2 separate regions of the Mus musculus genome follow, and region 1 is linked to region 2. Evidence: chromatin contacts called from public Hi-C data. All regions are on one chromosome and are shown on one strand. The core of a region is the stretch at or near the end of the contact, and the rest is flanking DNA. Distances in the headings are between cores, read along the strand shown.

Evidence for each region. Hi-C and Micro-C count contacts between places; a contact is called where the count stands out from the background.
Region 1: a contact with region 2 is called in a Hi-C map of liver, with 2.5 times the contacts expected there. The contact joins the enhancer-like site here to the promoter of Acsl4 in region 2. A contact is called at or near these places in 18 of 39 promoter capture datasets (the 3T3-L1 cell line, 3T3-L1-derived adipocytes, the C10 cell line and 9 more), 4 of 15 datasets of contacts at CTCF or cohesin (CD8 T cells, the G1E-ER4 cell line, the NIH/3T3 cell line and 1 more), 65 of 484 Hi-C or Micro-C datasets (8-cell embryo, the AML12 cell line, B cells and 41 more), 47 of 115 datasets of contacts at active chromatin or transcription factors (the 230-238 cell line, CD8 T cells, DN3 thymocytes and 32 more) and 5 of 9 other capture datasets (adipose tissue, embryonic stem cells, liver and 2 more).

Annotation. Positions count from the first base shown.
Region 1 is chrX:142,517,674-142,523,145 of GRCm38.p6, reverse strand. No RefSeq gene overlaps it. Among named protein-coding and RNA genes, the nearest start is that of Gm25915, 35 kb to the right of the region's middle. Within about 2 kb of position 1,870, at least 4 of the 459 cell types and tissues checked have an H3K27ac peak or open chromatin away from gene starts, as enhancers often do. A contact at or near this core is called in hepatocytes and liver, where this site is marked.
Region 2 is chrX:142,386,917-142,392,193 of GRCm38.p6, reverse strand. It overlaps Acsl4 (acyl-CoA synthetase long-chain family member 4), which reads left to right and starts at 1,659. Exons shown (of 16, transcript NM_207625.2): 1 at 1,659-1,889.

The DNA.
Region 1 (5,472 bases), core at 621-3,120, 130 kb before region 2:
CTGAGGTTATCATAGTTCCTTAACTTGTCCCCAAACCGGGAACCTTAACTTGTCCCAAAGCCTGCTTCCTGGCAACTTTATATTCGCCTCTATTTTATCCGAGGTCCTTCCCAAACTCCTGGGTTACTTTGTGCCTACTTCCTGGCAACTTTATGCTCACCTCTATTTTATCCGAGGTCCTTCCCAAACTCCTGGGGTTGCAAGTTTCACTCACCATGAACTTACCCTGCCGGCAACCACTGACTGCTGAAAGTTCTGAACTCGGTGGGGGAGTCGGTTCCCCGTACGGGCCACCAATTGTCGCGCCCGCTCTCGACCAGCAAGAACGACACGACCACCAGTCCTTCTAACAGCAGTTTATTCAGCAAATTTCAGTCTTCCTCTCTCTTCTTTATCAGTACCGTTCCCCAGCTGAAGAGTTCTGAATCCACGCCAGATCCTTCTCAACAGTCTGTTTTACGGGAACACTTCATTAACCCCTTCTTCCCCGTTATGCAGTTCTGAATCCTCCCTGTAGCAGGGGGTCTTCGCTCTTGCCTGAAGATGTTTCTTTTCCCGGGTTTTCAGCACCACTTGTTGCGCGCACTCAACAGGCCAGGAAGAACGACGCTGCTACAGGATCCTTCTGCACACATTTATTCAGTCCTGTTTCTTCTTTCTCCATATATCTCCCTTATTTATATCTCCCTTGTTTATATCTCCCTTGTTTATATCTCTCCCTTGTTTTTATATCTCCCTTGTTTTTATATCTCCCTTGTTTATATCTCTCCCTTGTTTATATATCTCCCCCGAACCCTGGGCCTCACTCCTTTTATACTCTCTCTCATCCACGCACCGCAGGCCACGCCCCCTCGCCAGTCGTGAGGCTTCAGCTAATCAGGGCAGCAGGGGCAAATCTCCACCAAATTGGATTCACCTGTATCCTGGTACACCTGCGCAGCACTCAAGATGTTTGTGTCTTATATGAGGAAGTCAGGTGCAAGTCATATGACTTAGCTGCAGTCCCTGGCGCCTTTGGGACTGCCGCCACACCCGCTCCCCACACCCCTCTCCCCCTCTCCCCCTCTCCCCCTCTCCGCCTTTCCCCCTCTCCCCCTCTCCCCCTCTCCCCCTCTCCGCCTCTCCCCCTCTCCCCCTCTCCCCCTCTCCCCCTCTTCCATCTATAATTAAAAGTAAAGATAATCTTTAAAAGGATTTATCTTACATGGCTGAAAAAAGTGGCTCCCAGAAGCCATGGATTATTCAACAAATCTCCAGAGCCAGGAGTAAGATATCTTCTTTTAAATTATTGGTCACTGAAGTCCCAGAGGCTCCCCATCACCAAACTGCCATTCCTCTTGCTTGCCAGCCAGAACTAGTTAAGAAGAGCAACAGCTCTGGATAGTCTCACCGGCTCTGCACAAGAGTCATCAACAGTGAACACATGCATGGGAGAGGATCTCTGGAGGTCTTCCTGGATCTCACAGGACATTCGATTTGCTACAGGGAGAATTGTTACTTCTAGTTATATGCCCACTAGGCTCTAACGAATACTGCCAGCCCAGTGATCACACAAATGGCCTTGGTTAAGCTAAGTGGGTTGCAAAAGCAACCTAAAAGTCATAACTCTGGGAAAGGGACTGCAAGTGATAAAGAGGGCTGACAGGAAGAGGAATGAGGTCAAAAAATGAGTGCAGGGGAGAAACTAATCAGTACACATTGTATCCATGTACAAAATTGTCAAAGACAAAACTAGTTAATCAAAATGAAACACCACCAACAAGGAAAACAAGATAGGGACTGGGATGTAGCTCAGTTGGTAGAGTGCTGGCCTACCATACACAAACCCTGTTCCATCCTCAACATTGCCACATACCAGATATGGTGCCACAAGGATGAAATCGCAGCATTTGGTTAATCAGAAGTCCAAGGTCATGCTCAGCTACAGAACGAGTCAGAGACCAGCCTGAGATCTATAAAACTCCGCCTCAAACAACAATGACTAATACAACAACCAAGGCTTTAGGGCATAACTCAAGGCCCTGGGTTTGATGGCCAGCACTGGAAATAATATAATAATAACGACAGCAATAGCAATGCCCAAACCAAACAACCAACAAAACAAACAAACTAACAAAACCATGAAAAGCTTAAAGAAAACTTTATTCCTCTGACCTCTTTAAATCCTATGTGGTTCATTTGACTTGTTTGATGCAGTTTTTTTTCATAAATTGAAGAAATGTATCGTTGTCTCTCCATAATTTTTGCAAAGAAGAGCCAGCCTTATTCTGTAGTATTTGCATGTGGTATCTCATTCCTTCCTGTGTGCATACATGGAAGATGATAAACAAATACTGATTACTGAATGGATAAAATAACTGAGTGTGTATATACTTAGAGGTGCTGAAGTCTCACATAGATTCTAGTTCATTTAACAGCAGAGGACACTAAGGTCAAGGAAAATTGCTTACTGTGCAAGTGGAACAAAGATGGAATTTGGATTCTAGACCCTAATGGGATCTAGTGTTTGGGGGCAAATAGCTTGAGAGGTTTAAGCTTTTATTTATCCCTGATTTTATATAGACTGAACAAAGTCAAATAGAACTACATTGACAACCGTGAGAAATGACCAATTGAAGCAATGCCTTGGCTTTGGAAAGCTAGAGTAGAAAAGTCATTTGAACATAACTTTGGGGTTTTGCTGTCTGCTTTGCATAGATAAACAGTTAGGAGTTTCCTGCTTTCTGATTCATCTGCAGTTAATTGCTTTCCGCTCCTCTTAAAAATCTGAGAAGCAAGCTGGGCATAGAGACATGGGACTGTAGTCCCTGTGCTTGAGAGGTAAAGGCAGGAGGACTGTTGGAAGATAGCACGTTCCAGACCATTGAGAGCCAGTAGTGAGAACCTGTCACAAAACAGCAACAAAGAAATCCAAGGACCAGGGTTGAGCCTGTAATTCAGTGCAGGAGCATTTGATGGGCATAAAGGACACCCTGGATTTGATTGCCAGCACCACAGAGAAGATCCAAGAATCTAAGCACAGTCTGCCTTGGAACGCGTCCTCGTCGGTGGGTAACTTTTCCTAAGCGCTTAGCATAACGTGGTTCCAAGCTAATATAGCAGCTCCATTTCTTTTCAGTTATATGTGTTACATGACAATTAGGCAAATGGATGAACTCTTTTTTTTTTTTTTTTTTTTTTTGGCTTTTTGAGACAGGGTTTCTCTGTGTAGCCCTGGCTGTCCTGGAACTCACTCTGTAGACCAGGCTGGCCTCGAACTCAGAAATCCACCTGCCTCTGCCTCCCGAGTGCTGGGATTAAAGGTGTGCGCCACCACGGTCTGGCATGGCTGAACTCTTGACATTGCTTTATAGAAACATTCAGCTGAAGAAAAGATACAGAAACCTGAAACATAGGACTTTGGTTTACATAACTCTCTGATCACAGGTTGGCTGTATGGCTTGTTGGTATGCTTGCTTATTTGTTTGGAGTCAGTTTAACAAATCGAGATTCCTCTGTTGAACACATCTGGCATGCCACAATCTGCCCGTTCATAATCTCACGGATTTCTTAGTGTCAAACCTGGTCTTTAGTTAGACTGATCTTTACACAGAACACCTCCATAGTATACTCAAGCCCTAATTTTCCTCCACCATTCATTCCCCCTAACCCTTTAGTGCAGCTGCCCACCATCCAGAAGTCTCTGAAAGGCAGCTGTCATTAAGAGCTTTAGATGCTAATCCTTGCTGCACTTCTGTCATGCATTTGACCCGCTCCTGATAGTGTTCTTCCTGTTTAAGCTAGGGTGTGCCGCTGATTCCAGAAGTGCTAAAGTCCTGGGCATGTATTTGCAAAGTCCCCAAATATCCAGATGATGAAGCAGTTCACCCAAAAGAGTAAAACCTGTACAGACAGAGATCTGGGATGCCCCTGGCTTTAATATCCAAACAAGAGGTTGCCACAAGTCATCTGAGCCTGTTGGCAAGCTGGCCTGGTGTTGAACTGCTGATGAATCTTCCACAGAGAGCGCATAGGGCACCTCTACCTAGTAATGGCCATCCCATCTCTTATGTTCACCCAGAAATGGGAATTTGTGACTGTTTTGACAGAGTAAAGGAAAGGCTAGCAAAGACAATTTGAGGCTACAAGAGAAGAATATGAAACACAACAAACAAAATATGGAAAAGGTTAAAAAGACCACTGGGCAATATGGTCAAGAGACCATGTTCCTTCTAACAGAGAGACAGAGAGAAGTAGACACAGAGAGAGGGAGAGGGAAGGAGAAGAAGAAGAGGAAGAAGAGGAAGGAGGAGGAGGAGTAAGAGGAGGAGGAGGAGAAGATGCTGGTCAGTGTTTGCTAGGCATGGTGGTTCATGGTAGCACTTGGGAGGCAGGGGCAGGGGCAGGGGCAGGGGCAGGGGCAGAGGCAGAGGCAGAGGCAGGCAGGTATCTCTGTGAGTTTGAAGCCAGCCTGGTCTACATACTGAGTACCAGGGCGGCCTAAACTATGTACAGAGACCCTATCTCAAAGAACAAAACAAAATAGCAAAAAGTTGCTTATTTCCTTTCAAGGAAGAAGAGACAGAACATAATAAATACATGAAGGATAGGGGGAAGAAGTTAATTCTCAATTATCAAGTTACCTTCACGGGGCTGGAGAGATGGCTTAACAGTTAAGAGCATTGACTGAGCTCCCAGAGGACCCAAATTCTAGTCTCATCACCCACATGGGGTCTAACAACTCTCCATAACTTCAGTTTTAAGAGATCCAATGCCTGCCTTCTTCTTGCCTCTGCAAACAACAGGCATATCATGTGGTGCATAGACACAGTACAGGCAAAGCACCTATGTACATGATTTTTTTAAATTTAAATTTTCTCTCATGAACAATATAGAAAGACAACTACTATATGAGGAAAATCTGGCTTTGAGGAACTTAAGATGTTGATGATGAATGTGCTTGAACACTCAGTCCCCAGTTGGTGTCACCATTCAGGCAGACTGTGGAGAATCTTGGGTAATTTGAGAAGGAGTGTTACCCTGAGGAAATAAGTCATTAGAGCACATGAGTCTTAGTGTATAACCTGGCCTAATTTCTAGTTCTGTCTCTGCAGTCTCTACTTCCTGATTGGTGGAAATTTAACAAGCTGTTCCATGACCACCCCTCCTCCATGCTTTCTTCACCATAACTATGAGCTAAGAGAAATCCTTTTTCCTGTGAGCTGCTTCTTATCAAATATTTGTTCTCAGTGACAAGAAAAGCAACAGATATAAAAGTATGCACACATTTCACATGCCATCTGGGAATAACCTTTTGCTAGATATCAACACCAGTTTATATTCCGGTCAGGTGAGATCAAGGAAGCAGCTATTTTCTGTTTGCTGAATGACAGCATGCATCTTGATAGTGTGATCCTGTTTGAATAAAGATGCTCAAACCCCAAATTTTTACTCAAAGTCATCACAGAAAGCAAAATACAAGAGTCTTATGGA
Region 2 (5,277 bases), core at 410-2,909:
GTTGATTTATATCGAACACTGGGTCTGTGTGGTACTTTTGTTTTAATTCCATTACGAAACTCTAGGTTTGTTGGAGGAATAGATGGTTTGTTCCTTCAATTTTTTTTTTTTTTGGTATTAACTCTGGGATAAATGACAGGTTTCTGTACACTGTAGGTACCTAGTGGACTATATAGCCAACTAATAATTATCTGTTTCTGGCATTACAACAAGGTCTCATAAAAATAAAGATGACAATTAAGTTTGTTGTTTGAAGTCCTGAACTTTCTAGGTCAATCTTGTGAAAGGAAAAGCACATGAGTGCCTTATACCCAAGTTGGTGGCTCTATTGGAAATGAAATGAGTGCTACAGCTGTAGAACAACATTCAAACAAGCTGGACATTTCTGCTCTCAGCCAGGCACACTAATACTGTCATTCGGGGTGCTTCTTCTTCTTCTTCTTCTTCTTTTTTTTTTTTTTTTTTTTTTTGGCTTTTCGAGACAGGGTTTCTCTGTGTAGCCCTGGCTGTCCTGGACCTCACTTTTGTAGACCAGGCTGGCCTCGAACTCAGAAATCCGCCTGCCTCTGCCTCCGGAGTGCTGGGATTAAAGGCGTGCGCTACCACGCCCGGCAGGGGTGCTTCTTAAAAATCCAAAATTAAAAAATTTCACCAAATCAAAACCCACATCAAAACATCTGAGGATTATTTCTCCAGGTATTCCCATTGGAACAAACATCCCAGATGATTATGACACACAAAGCCTAAAGCACTACTGAAGCCAGCAATGTGAGGCAAGCTATTGTACGTGTGTGTAGCAGACACAGTCATTCTGTAAGAGAAATGAAAAGTAGCTAGTAAAACAGCCGTAACAGGAAGCAAAAAAGCAGCCGGTCATGGAACTGGAAGAATAGAATTTCTTCTGGCAACTTATTCTTGGTAGTTTGTTGTGGCTTATTATTCGCAATTACAGTTTTGTCTTGAAGTCCTGAGATACCTTTTGGAATTTATTACGAACAATAATTTCTCAATTCTTGGGGGGATTAAAATGGCCTTTATCAAGAAGTCTCAGAAGCAATAGAATCTCACGGTACTGCACTGACTTTTTATCAGTTGTGGGCTCTTTTGCTGAGTGACGCGCAAAACCCTGCCTTCAGGAAATATTTCATAAGCCCGAGTGAGCAGGGAATCTTAATACAGCTCAAGGCAACAGATAAAAGGATAGAAGGCTTTGGCTTTCAGGAGCTAGGTTAAGATCTCTCTCCCATAGGAAGCACGAGGCAGTCCAAAGATAGGTATCTAACTAAGGGCAGCTGGAAGATGACCCCGGGGGAACTTTCATCCTGGGTGGAGTCCCGGGTAGCCCGCTAGGGCGTGGGCCAGTTCTGCGGCTCTAGACTACTGGGCGCTAAGCCCTCGTGGGCTATTTTGCCCAGCACTGCGGGAGCGGCATGGTGGCTGCGGGCTCAAGGGAGGCTTTAGGCGACCTGCGACCCTTCGGAAGCAGCCCTCCTCCTTTGCAGCAGCTGCAAGCCCGATCGGGCTCCGCCTTTTTGGCGGTGACGTCCTTAGTGAGCGGAGGCGGGCGTGTGGGTGGGCCGAGCCAGAGGCCGCCTGCGATTCGGCGGGCTCAGCCACACCACCGAGCTCCCCCGCTCCGCCCGCCCCTCCGGGCTCGTCTTTTCCGGGCTCGCGCCGGACCCCGCCTCCGCTGGCTGTCCGGGTTGCGCGCGCGCCGCTGCGGCTCTCTCCCTCTCTCTCTCTTTTTTTTTCCACTGGTCTCCGCGGCTCGCCCCTCCTTGCCAGGCAGCTCCAGAGCTAGCGGGCACGCGAGCTCCTCTCCAGGAGCTTCCTTCCTCTTAAGGCCGGGACCCAGTGGCAGACTCGTAGCGAGCGAGGCAGCACCTTCGGTGAGTGATCCTAGGCTGGGGAGGATGCGGCTGCTGCGCCCTTGCCCCGGAGAGTCCCCTATTCCTGACGTGCTCCCGGATCCTCACCTGAGCCGGCTGGAGGTCGGGGTTTGGGGGGTGGGGGTGGGCGCTCGGCTTTCCGGCTGCGGCCGCTGGCTCATGGAGAGAACCACCGTCACTATCTCCTCTGATGCTTTCTGGGATCCTCCAGAACCCCACCTGGCTCTTCCCTGTACCCCCGCTGTACCCTGAGAGCCTGAGAGAACTCTTCCTCCTGGGGGTACCGGGCTTTGCCAAGACTCAGTTGACTTGAGCACACCAAGTGCCTGCTAGACCTCCAAACGACCTTTAGGTCGCCCCTAGACCTCAGCTCCATTTTGTCCCCTCCCTTGACACTCTGTAACAGGGTCCGGGCGCTCGCGGGTGGTGGTGGCGGCGGCGGCGGTGGTGTCTTTGGTTCTAGAAACAGCTGCTTTCTTGAATTTGGGGAGGGTGCCTTCGCTTTCGATAGATACTCTCTCAGCATCCATACCTTTACGTATGTTAGCAAACAGCTGGATCATAGCTGCAGCTTGTACCCTGTGTTCTTCCCGTCTTTATCTCCACGATCAGTAGGTGCTGTATAGTTAATATTAGGTTTATTCACTTCCTCTTCCTCTCATTCGAGTACCGAAAAGATCTGTGGCTGGCTGATGTCTATAGACAGAAAAACCTAGGAGAATGTGATTCATTGCCTAACTGGTTACATATTTGAAATCAGACGTCATTTCTCCTTTTACTCTAGCATCTCCTTCGAAGACATTTTTCCATCCTTTTGAAATTAATTTGCTCATTCGTACTTTTCCTCTTAAAAAAATCGTCAATTCTCACTCAGTAGAAACGACGGTAGGGATGGGAATAAGGGGAAATGAACCTTGTTGAAGAAGTAAGCAGTTTGCTTTACTGGTTCATGGTTTTAATCAACCACTAAGTTTCCTCTTCTGTGGAAATATGCTCAGCTGTCATGCAGTTGGATTCAAGCATAACCGAGGTTCCTTCTCATATTTTGTCTCTTGAACCTGTAAATTCATGCTTAGTGACATGTTTTTACAGATAGTTAACCCAAGAAAGCCATTTCCTGCACTTGTAACTTTAGTTTTTTGTTTTTTTTTCTTTTTGTACTTGCAGTAAGCAAGGCTTCCAAATATTCTTAATGTATAAACCACCAAGTGGAGATCAATTACAGTGCTGCTACTGAGCAGGTCAAGCAAAATTTGAAATGTGAGGCCTCTTTCCTTAAATTGCAAACATAGCTCATCTTTTCAGCGGAGTGTGCAAAAGTGTGAAACATGGTAGACTCCTGTTCAAATTTATGATCTCTGCCATTTCCATGGAGCAACCAGTATTATATTGTCAATATATGTGCAAATTGGGATAAAGGGCCTTGGCATCAATCAGATATAAAGAGTTTTACTGTGTTGGGTAGAGATGTGATGGGTGGAGGAAGAACAAAATCTTGTTCTGAATCCAGACTTCTGGAGATGCTCCAACTCCAGCCTCTCAGCTATACTAGCTATATACACCTTGAACAGGGCACTTTTCTTAGTTTTCACATATATAAATTAAGTGACTGTATGGTTGGCAGGATGATCCATAAATCCCCTCCTTTTGGCTTCCGTTTTTTAAAAAACTAAGATTTTTTTTATGAAGACATATGTATTTTAGTGCACTTCACATTAAGGCTGGGGCTGAATCTTGTTATATCATATATAGAATATCATCTCAAAGATGATAGAATATCATCTCAAAGTTTTCATAGACTAGCTTTAATCAATAGAGTATTAATTAGTTCTTAGCTCGGGTAGTGGTCCAGGACTTTAATCCCAGCACTGGGGAGGCTTAGGTATAGGTGTAGGTCAAGGTGGTGTGAGGCAGAGGCTAAGGCCAAGGCCAAGGCCAAGGCCAAGGCGGCGGGGGACTGAGGCGGAGGCGGGGCCCAGGCAGAGGAGGTGGAGGCTAAGGCAGAGATGGGGAGCAGAGGCTGGCAAATCTGAGTTTGAGTCAGATATCTAAATTAAAGGCTAGCCTGCTTTACACAGTGAGTTCCAGGAGAGCCAAAGCCAACACGGAGAACCATTGTCTCAAAAACAAAACAAAACAAAGGCCAAAACAAGATGATTAATTCTTAAATTCATTCCGACTGTTCAAGTGCATAAATTCAGAGGGAGTGAGTTTTACAAATATTAGGTTAATTTCTACTCGCAGATGAAAGGTATGGATGGGTACCACACTGGGTTGAAGATACTCATGACCTTTAGAATCTTGTAAGGGTGTGAACATACTGCCTTAAAATTGTAATTAGCTAGTAACTTTAAAAGTGTAAACAGAGGGCCTGGAGCGATGGTTTAGAGGTTAAGAGCAGTGGTTGCTCTTCAGAGGAACAAGGTTCAATTCTCAGCACACACATAGTGGCTCTCTTCCCTCTGTAGCTCCCAGTCTCAAGGGATTCAGCACCCTCTTCTGGCCTCTGTGAGCACTAGACATGCCTGTGAGCCACAGACAAACATGTAACTAAAACACCAATGTCCATAAAATAAAAATATTTAGCTGGTTATGGTGGTACATGCTTTTAAGCCCAGCACTTTTTGGGAGGCAGAAGCAGGCAGATTTGTGCTGCAAAGCCAGCCCAGTCTATGTAGAAAGTTCCAGAATAGCCAGGACAACATAGACCCTGTCTTAAACAATAATAATTAAAAATATATTTTAAAAACATATGCAGAGCTGAGCGGTGGTGGCACACACCTTTAATCCCAACACTTGGGAGGCAGAGGCAGGTGGATTTCTGAGTACGAGGCCAGCCTGGTCTACAGAGTGAGTTCCAGGACAGCCAGGGCTACACAGAGAAACCCTGCCTCAAAAAAAAAAAAAAAAAAAAAAAAAAAAAAAAAAAAAAAACAAACCAAACCAAACCCAAAACCCAAAACCCAAACAACAACAAAAACCAACCAATCAACCAAAAAACATATGCAGAAATCTCACTCATTCTATTTATAATTCATTCCACTCTCCTGTTCTTCAGGATGTGATGGTTAAGAGGACATCACTTATTCTATGAAATTGTAGACTAAGAGGATGGGTGGCGTGGTTTTAGTGAGACACATGGACATATAGTTTATTAAACTAGTAAGATTTAAGTTGGGATGAACAAAATCCCCTCAAAGTTAAGCCTTAATAGGGGCAGAAGAGATCATCATATTTTATTATTGGCTGTTTGTTTGGTTTCTCTGTGTAGCCTTGACTGCCCGGGAGGTCAACCTGCCTCTGCCTCACGAGTGCTGGGATTAAAGGTTGTACAACTATACCTTGGGCTCTACTGTTGGTTCTTTGTGGCGTTTCTTGTTCTCCTCCC